5 separate regions of the Mus musculus genome follow, and all the other regions are linked to region 1. A link is a contact called in public promoter capture Hi-C data. All regions are on one chromosome and are shown on one strand. The core of a region is the stretch at or near the end of the contact, and the rest is flanking DNA. Distances in the headings are between cores, read along the strand shown. Region 1 holds the start of Btf3l4 (basic transcription factor 3-like 4). Region 2 holds the start of Yipf1 (Yip1 domain family, member 1). Region 3 holds the start of Ssbp3 (single-stranded DNA binding protein 3). Region 4 holds the start of Lrp8os2 (low density lipoprotein receptor-related protein 8, apolipoprotein e receptor, opposite strand 2). Region 5 holds the start of Tmem59 (transmembrane protein 59).

Region 1 (2,700 bases), core at 152-2,651:
GCCCTCAAGTACAACTTCCTTCTCTTAAACCCTCTCCCGGACCTGGTACTCCTGACCCCGAGAAATCCACAAAAGCAGTTGGGGAAGATAAAAAGGAATCTAAAGTGGCCTAAGATACAGTGAGAAAATAAAGTGTTAAGAAGGCCCGGGGTCCGTAAAGATTACGGTAAGAATGAGGTCTGACCCTTTCCAAGCCCAGTGCGTCCGTCTGAAGAAGTGATGAGGAGCAGGAAACTGAAGCTCAGCAAACAGGTGGCCCCGAAACGAAGCGACATCTCCACGGTGGTAGTTGCACAGAGCCACCGGATTGAGGGAACAGGATTTCCAGCAGAAGCTCCGCTCTGCCCCCTTATCGCCGTTCAGCCCAACCCCTCGGATTCCCAGATTTTTTTTTTTTTTTTTTTTTCCTAGCCAAACACTGAAGGAAGTGATGTTAGACGGATGTGGGCGGTGCCTCGAGGGTCCGCTTTGGAATGGAGTAAGTTTAAAGGTGCAGATCACGTAGAAGGATGTGGGAGTACATCTCGAGTTTGCTTTCCCTAAGTCCTTGATATCCAGGCTTAAAGAAACAGCCGGATGAGGTGGCCCGAATTGGTGAGGGCTGGGGAAAGGTTCAGGAAAACCGTTGTTAATTACGTCTGACCTCTAGCCTAGCCCCTCCCTCCAATGGACCACTACACTAAATATTCAAAATGCAAATTATTATCTTTGAGATCAGCCTATCACAACAGAGGGCTTGGAATTTCCCGCCCCCTCGCACAAGTTAAAAATACTGGACAACAGCATTTCATTGTTAGATTTCTGTTTGGGATTCCAAAGAGACTCGGTAAGCCCGTTTCGCTGTGCACGCGTCTGTGTCTTGCAGGCAAGCACTTTGGAGAAGCGCTGGACCCTTCCCCCCACCCCCACTCGCATTCGCAGGACTTCCACTCAGGCATGATGCAACCAACTGACATAAGGTCCAAGAAAACCATGCTTGGGGCCTTTTATTGCACAACTGAAGAGGTAGTCCGAGGGAACTGGGACATAAGTCATCTCAAGCACGTAAAGTGTAAAGCTTCTTTCCGTTAAGTCTGTTGCTTTTTGTATTGGGTCGAGTTACTACCTAACAAGTCAACTGCCGACTTTCCCTCCTGATGAGAGTCCATTAGAGCTCAATGCTTAGTGAAGGACATCCAAGGTGTACAACCCGAACTAGACCCCACACCACCCTTCTGTTAAATCCAAGACAAAAGGTAAGCGCAGACACAATGGGACGCCAAGGGGACCGCCGCCTCCTCCAGGAAGCAGCCCGGCCGCCAATCAGAATAGTGAGGTGCGCGAGGCATGCTGGGCTTTGTAGTCGGGAGGCAGGCGCGCAGTTGCCGTACCCACCCCCACCCCGCCTCCCTCCCGCGGTCGAGGCGGGGCCGTGCGTCACGTGGGCCTCTCCCGCCGCCGCCGCCGCTGCCGCCGCGGTCTTTCTCTGTCTCAGCTGAGGCAGCCATCTTGCTCTTGCCGCGTGCTGGTGTTGGAGGACCCTCCCCGCTGCAGGTGAGACCCCCGGCGGGCCCGCCACCCCACGGCCTCCGGCCGCTGCGCACGGTCTCCCCCCGCCCTCCCCTCTCGACACCCGCCGTCCGCTCCGGCTGCCACTTCCGCCGTGGCGCGGCGAGTGGGGGCGGAGGCGGCCGGCCGGGCCTGTCGGTTACGGGCGGCGCAGCTGGGGGTCGGCACCTGAGGGAAGGTCCCCAGCACCACCGCCCGCTGTGGAGGAGCCGGGCCCGGGCTCTGGCCGCTCAGGTCCAGACCCAGGAGGGTAGAACCCTCCTCGTCCATCACTCATTATTCACAACAACAGTGTCAGACGCTTTGAGCAGCAGATCTGTTGTCATCTCTTTTGCTCCTCCCAAACTGAGGTTAGCACCCGGCCACCAAGCTCTTGGGGCCGAACTAGGTTGCAGCGCTCTTCACTTTGTAATAGAAGTGCTTGTTTACAAGTCTCTCTTAATTTTGAGACAGTTACCTATCCTTATAACCTCTTCACACTGCCTGATGATTGATCGCCAGGCACAGTGTTACACAGCTGGTGAATGGCGGTTTCAACTTCCGTTCCCACGTTCTTTCATTATACCTAATTAGTGGCCCTCTGGAAGAATGGTAACAATAGTTACCAACTACTGAGTGTCTTACCTGAACTTGATAATCTATGCTTTAGCCTTCAACTCAGTAAAGTATGCGATGGTATACTTTTTTTAATGCGGGAGAAACAAACACAAGTACAAAGAACCTAAATACCTTTCCAAAGCCCTAAGTGGTAAAACCTCACATAAAAAGTCAGGGCTGAAAATTCAAATTATTTTTATCTTTGTAAACATGATTAAAGTACTTGGATGCTTATAATTTGGGCATCCAATAAATATTGATTCATCTCTGTATACTCTTTTTGGAAGTCCTTGAGAAAAGTGCAGAAAGGATTCGTGGATATTCACTCAGTGATCATGTGGCCCTTGAAAGTCATTTCTCCCTTTGGGACACAGAGAGGAACTTTCCAGGCCTTCCAGGCAGCTAACAATTTTGTTTATAATTTATGCCCTGCTGCACTAACAGGTATCTGAGATGACCTCACACTTGAAACAAGAATGACAGGTACATTAAAGATATTAAGTAGGGATTAAACCAGGTGACCTTTTAGGTCTCAGGCTGAGTCTAAATGTCTTT
Region 2 (2,700 bases), core at 32-2,531, 1.5 Mb after region 1:
GAGGCACATCTCTGTGAGTTTAAGGGTGGCCTGCCCCACATAGTGGGTCAGAAACTAAAAATGATTACTACCATCTCTTTATCTTCTGTGGCTATGGGATTCAGTTCTTTCCTTCTACCTTAGGGACCCAGAATGGGACTAGGACCATGCTTGGGGACAGCCACCTTTACCTGCTGAGCAATCCCTCCCCCCCACACACACACTTGCCTACTCTTTCAACGGGGACTGATAGTTTATATAACTATCACAGGTCATACAACTTGATATTTATATTAATATAGCTCAGGAAGAGAGTTGGTATAGAGCTGAGCAGCCTCTCGGAGTTAAAGAAGAGGAGTGAGCTGGAGAATAAGGGAACTGCACCTGGGAATAGAGTATGTGACGGGTGAGAACTGAACACAGGAGAGTCGAGAAGCACTCAGGACTCTGTGAGTGGATGTCCAGCCCAGCCTGTGATCAGGACATCTGTGAGCGGAATCCACCCAGTGCAGGGAAGAACCATCCAGAGCGACACTGGACAGCCTACAGAGGAACCGAAAGCTGGTGTGGTAGCTCATTTGAATGTTTGCCTAGCAAGTACAAAGTCCTGGGTTCAATACTCAGGACCTACAAAATCTGGTGCATGCCGGCGATCCCAGCACCTAGGAGACGGAGGCAGGAGACTGAGTAAGTTTAAGGTTATCCTAGACTATCTGGTGAGCTCGGAGACCATGAGTTAGAAGAGTGTCCTATCAACAAAAAGAGACTGGCTGCGGGGGACACTCGCTGCCGCGTGAATGTTTAGGGGCCAGATGCAGCCTGGAGATGGAAGAAAATGGAAGGGGAGCCTAGGGTTTGGGAGAGGTGGTGGGGAAAGCATTCCAGTGCAGCCGGCTTAAGGTCCCAGACAGACCTGGGTTTGAGTCCCGATTCTGTTGTTTCTCTGCTGTGTGTGCGCTCCTTGAGGCTCCCCATCTGTAAAATGGGTTCGTGAAGGTGTCTAAACCATTCTATAAGGTAGTGCGTGTAAGGAGCTTAGCGAAGAGCCAGGCAATTAGTAGCTCTTAACTGTTAGCGACCCTGCAGTCAGGGATCTAGGGATGCACAGACAGGGTTTGGGTGGTGGTGGGGGATGCTTGAGCAACAGAGGACAGGGAGGGTAGGAGATTCCCCAACTGACCCAGAAGCCCTGACGCCCTCACCTCTCAGGAAGAGGTCCAACTGTCCAGGAAAGGTTGGGGCCTGGGATGCTCTGCACTGGTAGCCGGTCAGTCCAATCCCGGAAGCCGGAGATCCGGGGGAGGGTGTTAGATTTCTCCGCCTCCTCCGGGCAGAGCACCGCCTCCTCTCTTAAAGCAAACGCGGTCACCCAGCGAAGACTCGGAAAACGCGGAAGACACCGGAGCGCCAAGTAACTCGGTGCTGAGTCCCGCCCTCTCGGTGGTCTTAAAGAGACAGGCGAAGTGGGGCGAATTCTCAGGAGTTCGGGAGTGTTTTACTCATTGTTTATACGTTTTACTTATGCAAAGAGAAAAATGAAAAAGAAAAAGAAAATAGGTCACCAGTTCCTGGTTTCTCTGGCCATGAAAACTTAACCAGCGAGGAAGGCACCATAGCAGATGGCTTGTGAATCAAAGAAGTTCTTTTGTCACTGTTCACAGAGGGCTGGCCCCTCAGCTGTACCACCTAGGTGTCTGACAGTCACCTCGAAAACAGCAGGACTTAACAACATTGGCATAGTCTGGCAAGCGACCTTGTGGTTTGCTTCCTACCTGGACCTCCAGGCTTGGAAAACTGTCTCCCCCTGCCCATAGGGGATGCTATCGTCTCCTCTGGGACTCCTGTTGCTCTGCTAATCCCCTGGGCTTCACCCTGCTTTGGCAATGCTTGCCTGAATTCTGTTTGCTTATCTTTGCCAGCCTGTGAACACTGAGAACAAAAAGATCCGGAATGGTTCTAGTCTCCGGGTGGCCAGTACCAGCCAAGGCAGTAGCATACAATTACTGTTCACAGTATTCTATCACGGACTGAAAGGGTCCCTAGACAGTTTTTGCTGTCTGGGAGGGAGCAGTGTAAACAGCAGACACTTGATTCACAGCTCATACAAGGAGACCAGTGTCTTTAGCTTCACCTGCAGGGTACTTCCAATTTGACTTCTAACATACTCTGAATATCAGTCATGATTGATAATGTTTTTTTTTCTTTTTAAAAAAAGAGTTGCTTATTTATTTTATGTATGTGAGTATGCCACTGTCTTCAGACACACCCCAGAAGAGGGCATTAGATCCCATTACAGATGGTTGTGAGCCACCATGTGGTTGCTGGGAATTGAACTCTGGATCTCTGGAAGAGCAGTCAGTGCTCCACTGAGCCGTCTCTCCAGATAATGTTTTCCTAACTGGCAAGCTGTCAGGTGTAATAACACACATTAGTTAATATAATTCATATGGAGGGGCTTTGTCTATGCAGGACCTCCAACTCTCAGAACAATGCTGCAAACCCGAGGGGGGCGCCCTTATTATATAAGGGGGTAACTGGGCTCAGAGTGCATGTGGAGCACTGTTGTTGAATGTCCGGAATGAACATCAGCTTATGAACTCAGACGTGCAAGCATGCCCAACACCTCTTCTGTCTCACATTCGCTCATTTGCTGCTAACCTCACCCCCACTGATCTTACTCCAGCTACAGACCCTGAGAAAAGGCCACCCCAAATGCTCGCT
Region 3 (2,700 bases), core at 107-2,606, 1.9 Mb after region 1:
ATCACATTAAGGCTCGCTCTGGACCCTGCCAGTGACTGTGAGCCCGGTCTGTGCCATCCCATTGTGGCCACGACAAGAGGTGAGTACCTATCACCCCAGACAGAACAGCTAGTGGGTGGGTACCACAGACAAGCTGCACCAAGCCGCGGGAGCCGGAGACCGGTCCCCAAACTTGAACTTCCAAGTGGCACTGGGACTAAACCCACCTAGGTCTCGCAAACTCGCAAGCCCCTTACAAGAGCCCTGCCTGAGCCACCCTCCTTTTCCCAGCCCACTTCAGCTCCCTGCTTTAGCCCAGCTTTGGGGTCCGAACGGACTCGGTCCCAGTCCGGGTACTTGGCGCGCTCTGGAGAGGGCAGCAAAGCGCCGCCCTCAGCATCTCCCCCTCAAACAACTGTCCCCCAAGCCTGGGGCCGGGCCGGCGCCGCCAGCCCAGCCCAGCCCAGCCCGGACGCCCCGGAGCGCACCGGGCTGACGGGGAGGCCGCTGGCTGGGTAGGGAGAGCGCTCCCGGGCGAACAAAGCCCCCGGCACGCACTCCTCACGCCGCGGGCGGACAAAAGGAGCCTTCGGGGCTGCAGAAAGCCACGCGCCCCCTGCCCGCACTCGGTGGGCAAAGTAAGGGCCCCGCGCCCAGCGGGCCGAGCGCACCGGCTCCGAGTGGGACCTCGCCCACCCTCGTCGCGGACCCCCGCGCCCGCTCTGCCCCGCGCCTACCAACTACCCTCGCCCACCGCTGCCCTGCCGCCCCTTCAGGGTGCCCCAGCCTCCGCCGGCGCCCAACAATGGGCTCTCCACGCCACCGCCGCCGCCGCGGGGCAGAGACCCGGGCCCCAGGGGCACCAGGCGGCGCGACCCCCGCGCCCACCTGCCTCCCGCCACCCGCGGCGCGGCCCCACTCGCGAGAGGCTTACTTTTCCCGAGCCTGCCCGTCCGAGGGCACCGCCGAGCCTTTGCCTTTGGCAAACATGGCTTGCAGAGAAGAGGGCGCCGAGCCCGCCGCCGCCGCCGCCGCTACCGTCCGGTCTCCCGAGCTGCCCTGCTCCCGGCCCCCTCCCGGCGCTCGCCCGCTCGCTCGCACTCCGCTCGCCGCGCTCCCTCCCTCCCAGGCGCAGGCTCCGCGCTCTTTCCAGCTGTCAAAGCGTCAGCCCCGGCCGCGGCCCCATCGCCCTGGAACTCCTCCCGCGCCGGCTCGGCCTGAGCTGCGCCGCCGCCCGCCCGAAGCCTGCAGCTCGCTTGCTCGCGGCCCGCGCGCCCGCCGCCCGGCTCCGCCTGCGCCGCCCTCTGCGCCTTCAGCACCGCTGCCGCTGCCGCCGCCGCCGCCGCTGGTCTACTTGGAGCTCAACCGAACGTGGCTGCCCCGGCAGGAGCGCGGCGGGCGTCCACGCCCCGCGACGGACGGCCGCGGCGGCCAATCGGCGCGCGGGGGCGGGCCTGGAGGCCGAGAGGGACGCCTGTCAGCACGGCCGCGCCAGTCCCGCTGCGCCTCCTCCGCGAGCCGCTGCCCGCTCGTGCCCCGGCCGGGGGAGCGGGGGGCGAGCCTTGGCGTTGGGGTGGGGCGGTGACTCGAGGGGCTCGGGCGTGGACTGGAGCACCCGGCCGGCGCGGCGGGGACTGGGCGCTGCGACAGCAGGCGCGGACCCCGGCTGGCCCGGCGCGCCCCTTTCCGCGTCGGCCTAGCCCCCAGCGCCCCCGCCTCCCCGTGCTGAGCGTACCCTCAGCGGGCCAGGACCCCGGCCGGCCCTGCTCCCCTCTCCGCCCCACCCCGGGCTGCCTGTGCCCAGCCCTGCCTCCCGAGCCCCGGCCAGGGCTGCACGCGGAGCTGGGCGGCCGAAGCTGGCGCCAAAGCGCGCGGCTGCTTCTTTACTAGATCGTTAAAATACTTTGGGAAACCCCAAAGTGGAGCCGCGCGAAAATGGCCCTTGGCGTGCTCCAGGCAAGCTGTAGGAGGGAAAAGAGGTCTTGGACTAGAGGGAAAGAGAGTTGATTTCTCTCAAATTTCTGAGGTTTGCTAGCCCTGGCAAGTTAGCCTCTCGCCTTTCCACGGGAAAGGGTTCCGTTTGGATGAGGGACGTCACCTGGACGCCTCGCGACTCGGAATGCGCGCCGCAGAAATCTCAAACTTCAAATAAATGGAGCTAAATTGGAGAGTAGGGGACCAGAGTCGGGCGTGGGGGGAGGGGAAGCTTCCATTGTCAATGACCCAGGTGTACAATGGGAAATGGGGGGTTGGCAGAGTGACCAAGCTTTTTGCTCACGACTCCTTTCTGTCCACTCGAGGAACCCAAAAACCTGCAGTGTATTCTCATTGGAGTCTCCAAATCAAAAACTGGTGAGATAAGGGATGGCTCCCCATTTTCATACTGTTTTTAGAGCGCGGTTCTCTTTAAATGTGATAAAACATTGTCGGCACTGTCTCTTTAAAAGAGTCAAGCAGAAAAGCTGTGTAAGCGCTGATTGGCTGCCTGTTTGGATACATCTTTAGGGGAGCCTTGAAACTGTTAGCCTAGGTTGATTTTTTTTTTTTTTAACTGCGCTGTTCCAATAAACAAGTAACGCCCCTCCCCCTAACATGCCTCACACCAAACAATTAAAGGATAGGTCAGTGTCCTGGGGAAAACACGTTTTAAGTAGGAAAACTCAGAACTAGATTTCAACAAAATAAACAATAATTCCCTACCATTAAAGTTTGCTTTTTTTG
Region 4 (2,700 bases), core at 36-2,535, 1.0 Mb after region 1:
CTGCTGCGTAAGCAGAACGGCCTGATTCTGCTCCCCTAGAACACATATTAAAAAAACAAGCCACGTATAACCCTAGGAGGGTAAGGGAAGACAATAGAACCCAAGAGCTTACTGGCCAGCCAGCCTAGCCAAATGTATTTAACATTCAATGATAGACCCTGTGTAAGCACAGTATGCATGTATGTATGTATGTATGTATGTATGTATGTATCTATAATCCATCCATTTATCCATCCATCCATCTATCTTTCTATCTATCTCAGAATCAAAAAGGAGCCACAGAACCACAGATTCAACTCTCCATGTTCCAAAATAAACATTTTAGAGTCTCAAAACCCCAAGCTAGACTGCTCAGGCCCTCTGGGTCAGAACGTGGGACACTCGGCCATCAAAGACTCTCACAAGCAAGCTGCAGAAGCCCAGAAACTCTCGTCATGGGATCTAACCCAGGTGCCAGGAGCAGTAGGCATGGCCACCCCTCCCCCACCGCAGGCCCAGGAATCCCGTTCCCACCGCTGACATATGGCCAGTCTGCGCAGGCAAGAGGCTGAAAGCTGTCCCTTCTGAACAGGGAGGGAAGTAAGTTCTCAACGGGAGACCCCCGCTTTGTACAAATGGATTCTTCACCCTCCTTGTTCTTTGGCTCTGGTCAGAAAGATTCCCAGGGCAGTGGCAAGAAGCCAAGCGCTGCCACGAAATGACTTTAACCAGCAGACAGGCTGGTAATAGGTTTCGGTGGGAAAAAGGCAGGAGCGGGGTGATTCATTCCAACTTGCTATGTGATAAAGAAAATTAAGGCATAATACTGCGGAGGCAGTGCCCCTGTTAACCTGTGCGGAATACCAATTACTCCAAGCTTCTCAAAATCGCTAGAAATAAAAAGAAAACCCCAGAAGAGTGTGATTGTGGCCCAAGGCTCATCTGGATTAGGGCTGTTTGTTTGCCCTGGCACCCTAATGATGAGAGGGAGGGAAAATTCCCCGTTACCTTGGAGACAGCGATGCCAAAGCGGGGGTGGGAGAGGAGAGGCAAGCCCACGTGCAGCCACTGATCTGCTTGGCAAGTGCTTAGGGTAGAGGGATCCCCAGGTTCACTCAGGGAGGGCTGGGTGCAGAGGCTGCTAGGCCTCCCCTTGTCCTTCCCTCTACGGCACCTTCAGTGCTAGGTGTAGCATACGGGAGGGGCTGCAGAGAGAACATCTGGTGTATTGCATGGATGCATCACCTGTCAATTTAAAAACCTATGGCCTATAGGAAAGGGTAGAAGAGAAGGTGGGACATCCGGGAGGCAGAAAGAATTCTGGGATAGAGCCAGGCACGGGAAGATTCACAGGGGAAGATGTGACGAGGGGGACACTTGGTGCCTGAGCCCAGGTAAGCAGCCATGTGGCAGAATGGATTATTACAGTTATGATCTAGTCAGAGAAGAGCCTAGCTATATGGCCAATTTATACTTTGAGTCTGGATCTTATTTCTGAGAGCACGGGGCTGGGAGGAAGAACCAGACCTAACTCACACAAGGACCAGTTTCACTCATCCTACTCGTAGGAGAGTCTCAGGTCTGTACTGCTGGAAGCCAAGAGAATCAGGAGCAGAAGGGGGGTGCTTACTGTGTGCCAGGCACCTGCCAGGTACTGGTGAACTCTGAAGTTAGGGAAGACTTCTGGGGGAGGGGGAGGGGGGAGGGGAAGCGGCGGGGGCAGCCTCCCTGCTCACAGGCCTCTGGACCACATCTCACAACTCTCGCTCCTTATACAAGCTAAAGATACCAACTGCCTTGAGCCAGCCTGCTCCCCAGTAAACCACCCCTCTATGGCTTGCATGGAGGTGAAGCCACCTATCATGCAATCATTGCTTGCACTACAGAACAAATTCACTCCCCTCCAAGTAGCCAGTTCCTCTGGGCATGGACGTTTGGGAGAGTCTCGTCTACTGCCTGCTGTGGTCTTCCTCCTGCCAGGAGCAGGTTAGAGGTCCCAGAGCTTAAATCCTGCCTCTGCCCCTATGTGACCTCATGCAGGCTACTTGCCTGGTATATATAATGTACTCTTAGATGAGGAATGTGAGACTTGGCCCTGACCATGGAGTGATGGCCACCACACTGCTCCTTAAGGTATACAAAGCCTATTACATATAGATCCTCGCTTGACTTGGTGCTGAGAAATGAACCTAAGGCCTCACGCATGCTCTAAAACTGAACGACACTATCTATCTATCATCTATCCATTTATTTTGGAGACAGGGTAGTAGATCACTCTGTCGCTCAGGCTGGCCTTAAGCTCACTGTGTAGCCAAGGACGGTCATGAACTTCTGACCCTCCTCCTACTTTTGCTATCATGCCTGATATCATGCAGTGCTAGGGATTGAACCCTGGGCCTCGCGCATGCTAGGTTAGCACTCTTCTAACGAGCAACCTGTCCAGTCATTACTTAGTTCTTACAGCTCTCCTGAAGTTCAGAGAGGGACAAGATGGCCTACATCACACAACGAATGAGTAGACCTACTAGGTCCAGTGCTCTCCAGCAGCTCAGGGTACTTCCTCTAAGGAAGGGGCTACAGTGGGAATTCAGAGCTTGATCCTGGTCAGTCCTGTGAAATAAAGAGGAGTACTCTTTCAAGAGCCTCTCTGAGCCACCGTGAAACTCTAACAGCATAAAAGATGCCTAAGGCATAAATTACCGGACAGGGCAATAGCCTGGG
Region 5 (2,700 bases), core at 146-2,645, 1.7 Mb after region 1:
CTTGAAGGTACAGAATTTACACTTTTTAATATCAAAGACAGGAAAGCACTTGTCAATATGGAACATTCTAAAGTCACTGGGACTGCCATTCTAGTCACTTTGTACCTTTAGAAGGCAAAGAGGGAGAGCCACAATGGTTAAGCAAATAGCATACAGAAGACAAGGCCAAAAAAAAAAAAAAAAAAAACCACGCGCATCAGCGAAAGCCCTTACAAAGCCAGGTGGGGAGGGGCATAAACCCTAATTATATATGGAAAATGAGTGGGGAGAACCACCAAGCAATTTAGAATGTTGAGTAAACAGAATTCATAAGAAACTGGAAAACAACTTAAGAAGGCAGAATTAAAGGCTAGGCAGCGGCTGCGGGCAGGGACCAGGGTTAGGGATCGGTCTCTCCTCTAGCTACACAGTATAGGTTTTCCGTAGGACAGTAGAATTTCCTGATCCACTCCACGATTCCTTATCTTCTGCACTGAGTGACGTTTATTTTACTTTATTGTTTTTTGAAGACAGACCCCCCCCCCCCCAACCGCCGCCTCACAAAGGCATCCAGTCCCTTGCGGCAGCGTCTCACACACACTCAACACAGACAGGAAGTCCTCCCTTCCACGGTGTCTGGTAACTACTGAGGCTGACTTCACACTTCAGACCGCAAAGGAATTGTCAAGCTTTCTCCGACTCGGGGAACACAACGCGCTTCGTCCCAGAGAGGCGCGCCATCAACCCAGACTGGAAGGCACTATTTTGTGCACGCCTGCGTCCGCGCCATCCTCCCCACCCCCGCGCTGCTAGTTAGGTCAGGACCTCGCGTTCATCCTCCATCTACCCTAGCAAGCGATCGCCTCCCTGGCGGTCCCGCGGGCTCCCAAGGGCTCGCCGATTCCGCACATTTGTGTCCCCCCCCCCAACCCCCAGCCTATCGCCGAGACCTGCAGCACAAACTTCCGGCAATTTCCGCAGGAGCAAGGAAAACTGCAGCTGCACCGAGTGGGCAGCGGCTGAAGCACAGCTTCACCACTAGGGCCCCGGCGCTGACCCCGAGGTGGAACGACGCGAGCTGGGGCACCGAGGGATGAGGGGAACTCGGGACGGATGGGCCCTGCCTACCTTCGGGTAGGTGTGCAAGGGGTAGGTCAGCTGACAGGCCCGGTGACAGGACGCTGTGTCTCCCAGGACCGAGTCAAAGGCTTCGGCCGCTGCAGTCCCCGAGCCTCCGGCCAGCGCCATAGTCAACAGCAGCAGCGGCGGGAGCCCCAGTTGGGCCTGGACCCAAAGCTTCCCCTTTGGCGCCGCCATCTTGTTCCCCTCTGTCACAGCAGCTCGAATTGTTGCTGTTTTCTTTTCAGGCTTTCTCCTTCTTCCGGGCCAGCCCCTTTCCCCGCCCCTCCGGCCCGCGCTTCCGCCTCCGAGAGCTCCTCGGCCCCGCCCCGGTCCGCCCAATCGGCTGCCTCCTGGCCGGTCTCTGGGACGGAAAACCTCTCGTGGGCGGGCTTGGGGACCCGGCCGACCATCTCAGCCTTGGGCTCAGAGCCGCGCCTGCCCCTTTCTCCGTGCCAGGCCGACTGGGGCCAGTAGTTCTCGGCGGCTTGGAGCGAGCTGAGGGGTGTTGCTTCCCTCAACCACAGCTTCCGCACGCCTCGCAGTGCGTTCTGGGAAGTGTAGTTCCTGCGGGTCACCAGCGAGGAACTGGGCCCCGGAAGAAGTGTACAAATAGTTACAACGCGCGGCCCGGGTGGAGGTCCCGAGGAGTCAAGAGACCAAACAGCGTAGGCAGGCTGATTTTCCCGGTGGGTCTCACGTCGAGCTCTGATTGGATAAGCCCTTTCCAGGCCTCCTAGTGCTGGGGCCAAGGCCTTGCTCGTGGAAGGGTTGGGATTCTCTGACACACAACACTGGTTTCTGAAGCAGCTTCTGTATTGCGCCGGGGTCTGGAGATGGTTGTTGTGGGCCTTAGAGTAATTCTTAGGATTGGGGCTGCCGCGGAGTGGGTGTAAAGAGGGGTTCACTGAGCCCAGTGGAACCCTAACTTCATCACAACTCAACCTGAACTGGAAAAGGATTTCAGAAGTCACCCCATTACCCCGGGTAGTGGAATCCAACTCCCTCCCTAGCATGCCCCTCTGGATCTTAGGAACTTAACCCAGGAAGTAAACTTAATTATAGTTTCAGAAGAGATTTCCTCTTTCGAGAAGAAGTCTTATTTCCTGTAAATACCATCCAAAAGCCTTCATAATTCAGACGTGTTTAGAAAATCCAGTCGTGTCACTTCTGGGAATACACATCTCAACCTTAATAAAGTTTCACCCTGTTTCTTGAATAGAATACTCCTCAAGCACCTGAAGGTAGGCGGAGCCCCCAGCAATGGATAAATTCGTCATTCGAACGCCTAGGATCCAGAATAGCCCGAAGAAGAAACTCGGAGAAAAGGTTTACAAGCAAGCCACGATTGAGTCGTTGAAGGTGAGAAGGAATGTGGGGTCAGAGAAAATGTGCACAGGACTGTCATAAAGAGATAGGGCCAACAGGTTCCATTGTAGGGAATCATGACTTTTTGTTAAGCACCCTTCAGGGACCATTTTTCTTTCTTACATACCCTGTACAGACTTTTATCAGTTCCTGTACCTCTGCTACCCTGAATTAATCCAATTCTGGCTTTAGGGTATGGTTGCTAGCTGACAGGATCACTACCCCCCTTTGTTA

What was found. Promoter capture Hi-C pulls out the DNA fragments that hold promoters and counts their contacts.
Region 2: a promoter capture Hi-C map of pre-B cells shows a contact between it and region 1, with 4 times the contacts expected there. The contact joins the promoter of Yipf1 here to the promoter of Btf3l4 in region 1. A contact is called at or near these places in 2 of 39 promoter capture datasets (neutrophils and pre-B cells) and 1 of 115 datasets of contacts at active chromatin or transcription factors (embryonic stem cells).
Region 3: a contact with region 1 is called in a promoter capture Hi-C map of pre-B cells, with 2.2 times the contacts expected there. The contact joins the promoter of Ssbp3 here to the promoter of Btf3l4 in region 1.
Region 4: a contact with region 1 is called in a promoter capture Hi-C map of stem cell-derived epiblast-like cells, with 3 times the contacts expected there. The contact joins the promoter of Lrp8os2 here to the promoter of Btf3l4 in region 1. A contact is called at or near these places in 1 of 39 promoter capture datasets (stem cell-derived epiblast-like cells) and 1 of 115 datasets of contacts at active chromatin or transcription factors (pancreatic cancer cells).
Region 5: a contact with region 1 is called in a promoter capture Hi-C map of pre-B cells, with 4 times the contacts expected there. The contact joins the promoter of Tmem59 here to the promoter of Btf3l4 in region 1. A contact is called at or near these places in 4 of 39 promoter capture datasets (the C10 cell line, hippocampal neurons, liver and 1 more) and 1 of 9 other capture datasets (adipose tissue).

Annotation. Positions count from the first base shown.
Region 1 is chr4:108,832,341-108,835,040 of GRCm38.p6, reverse strand. Btf3l4 (basic transcription factor 3-like 4) reads left to right here and starts at 1,401. Exons shown (of 6, transcript NM_027453.3): 1 at 1,401-1,533. Txndc12 (thioredoxin domain containing 12 (endoplasmic reticulum)) reads right to left here and starts at 363. Exons shown (of 7, transcript NM_025334.3): 1 at 185-363. The coding sequence starts at 275.
Region 2 is chr4:107,312,944-107,315,643 of GRCm38.p6, reverse strand. It overlaps Yipf1 (Yip1 domain family, member 1), which reads right to left and starts at 1,281. Exons shown (of 10, transcript NM_145550.3): 1 at 1,182-1,281.
Region 3 is chr4:106,910,126-106,912,825 of GRCm38.p6, reverse strand. Ssbp3 (single-stranded DNA binding protein 3) reads right to left here and starts at 1,356. Exons shown (of 18, transcript NM_023672.2): 1 at 914-1,356. The coding sequence starts at 969.
Region 4 is chr4:107,821,607-107,824,306 of GRCm38.p6, reverse strand. Lrp8os2 (low density lipoprotein receptor-related protein 8, apolipoprotein e receptor, opposite strand 2) reads left to right here and starts at 1,285. Exons shown (of 2, transcript NR_151515.1): 1 at 1,285-1,373. All of the region lies in intron 2 of Lrp8 (low density lipoprotein receptor-related protein 8, apolipoprotein e receptor), which reads right to left.
Region 5 is chr4:107,177,325-107,180,024 of GRCm38.p6, reverse strand. Tmem59 (transmembrane protein 59) reads right to left here and starts at 1,395. Exons shown (of 8, transcript NM_029565.3): 1 at 1,108-1,395. The coding sequence starts at 1,296. Tceanc2 (transcription elongation factor A (SII) N-terminal and central domain containing 2) reads left to right here and starts at 1,659. Exons shown (of 5, transcript NM_025617.2): 1 at 1,659-1,787; 2 at 2,321-2,460. The coding sequence starts at 2,362.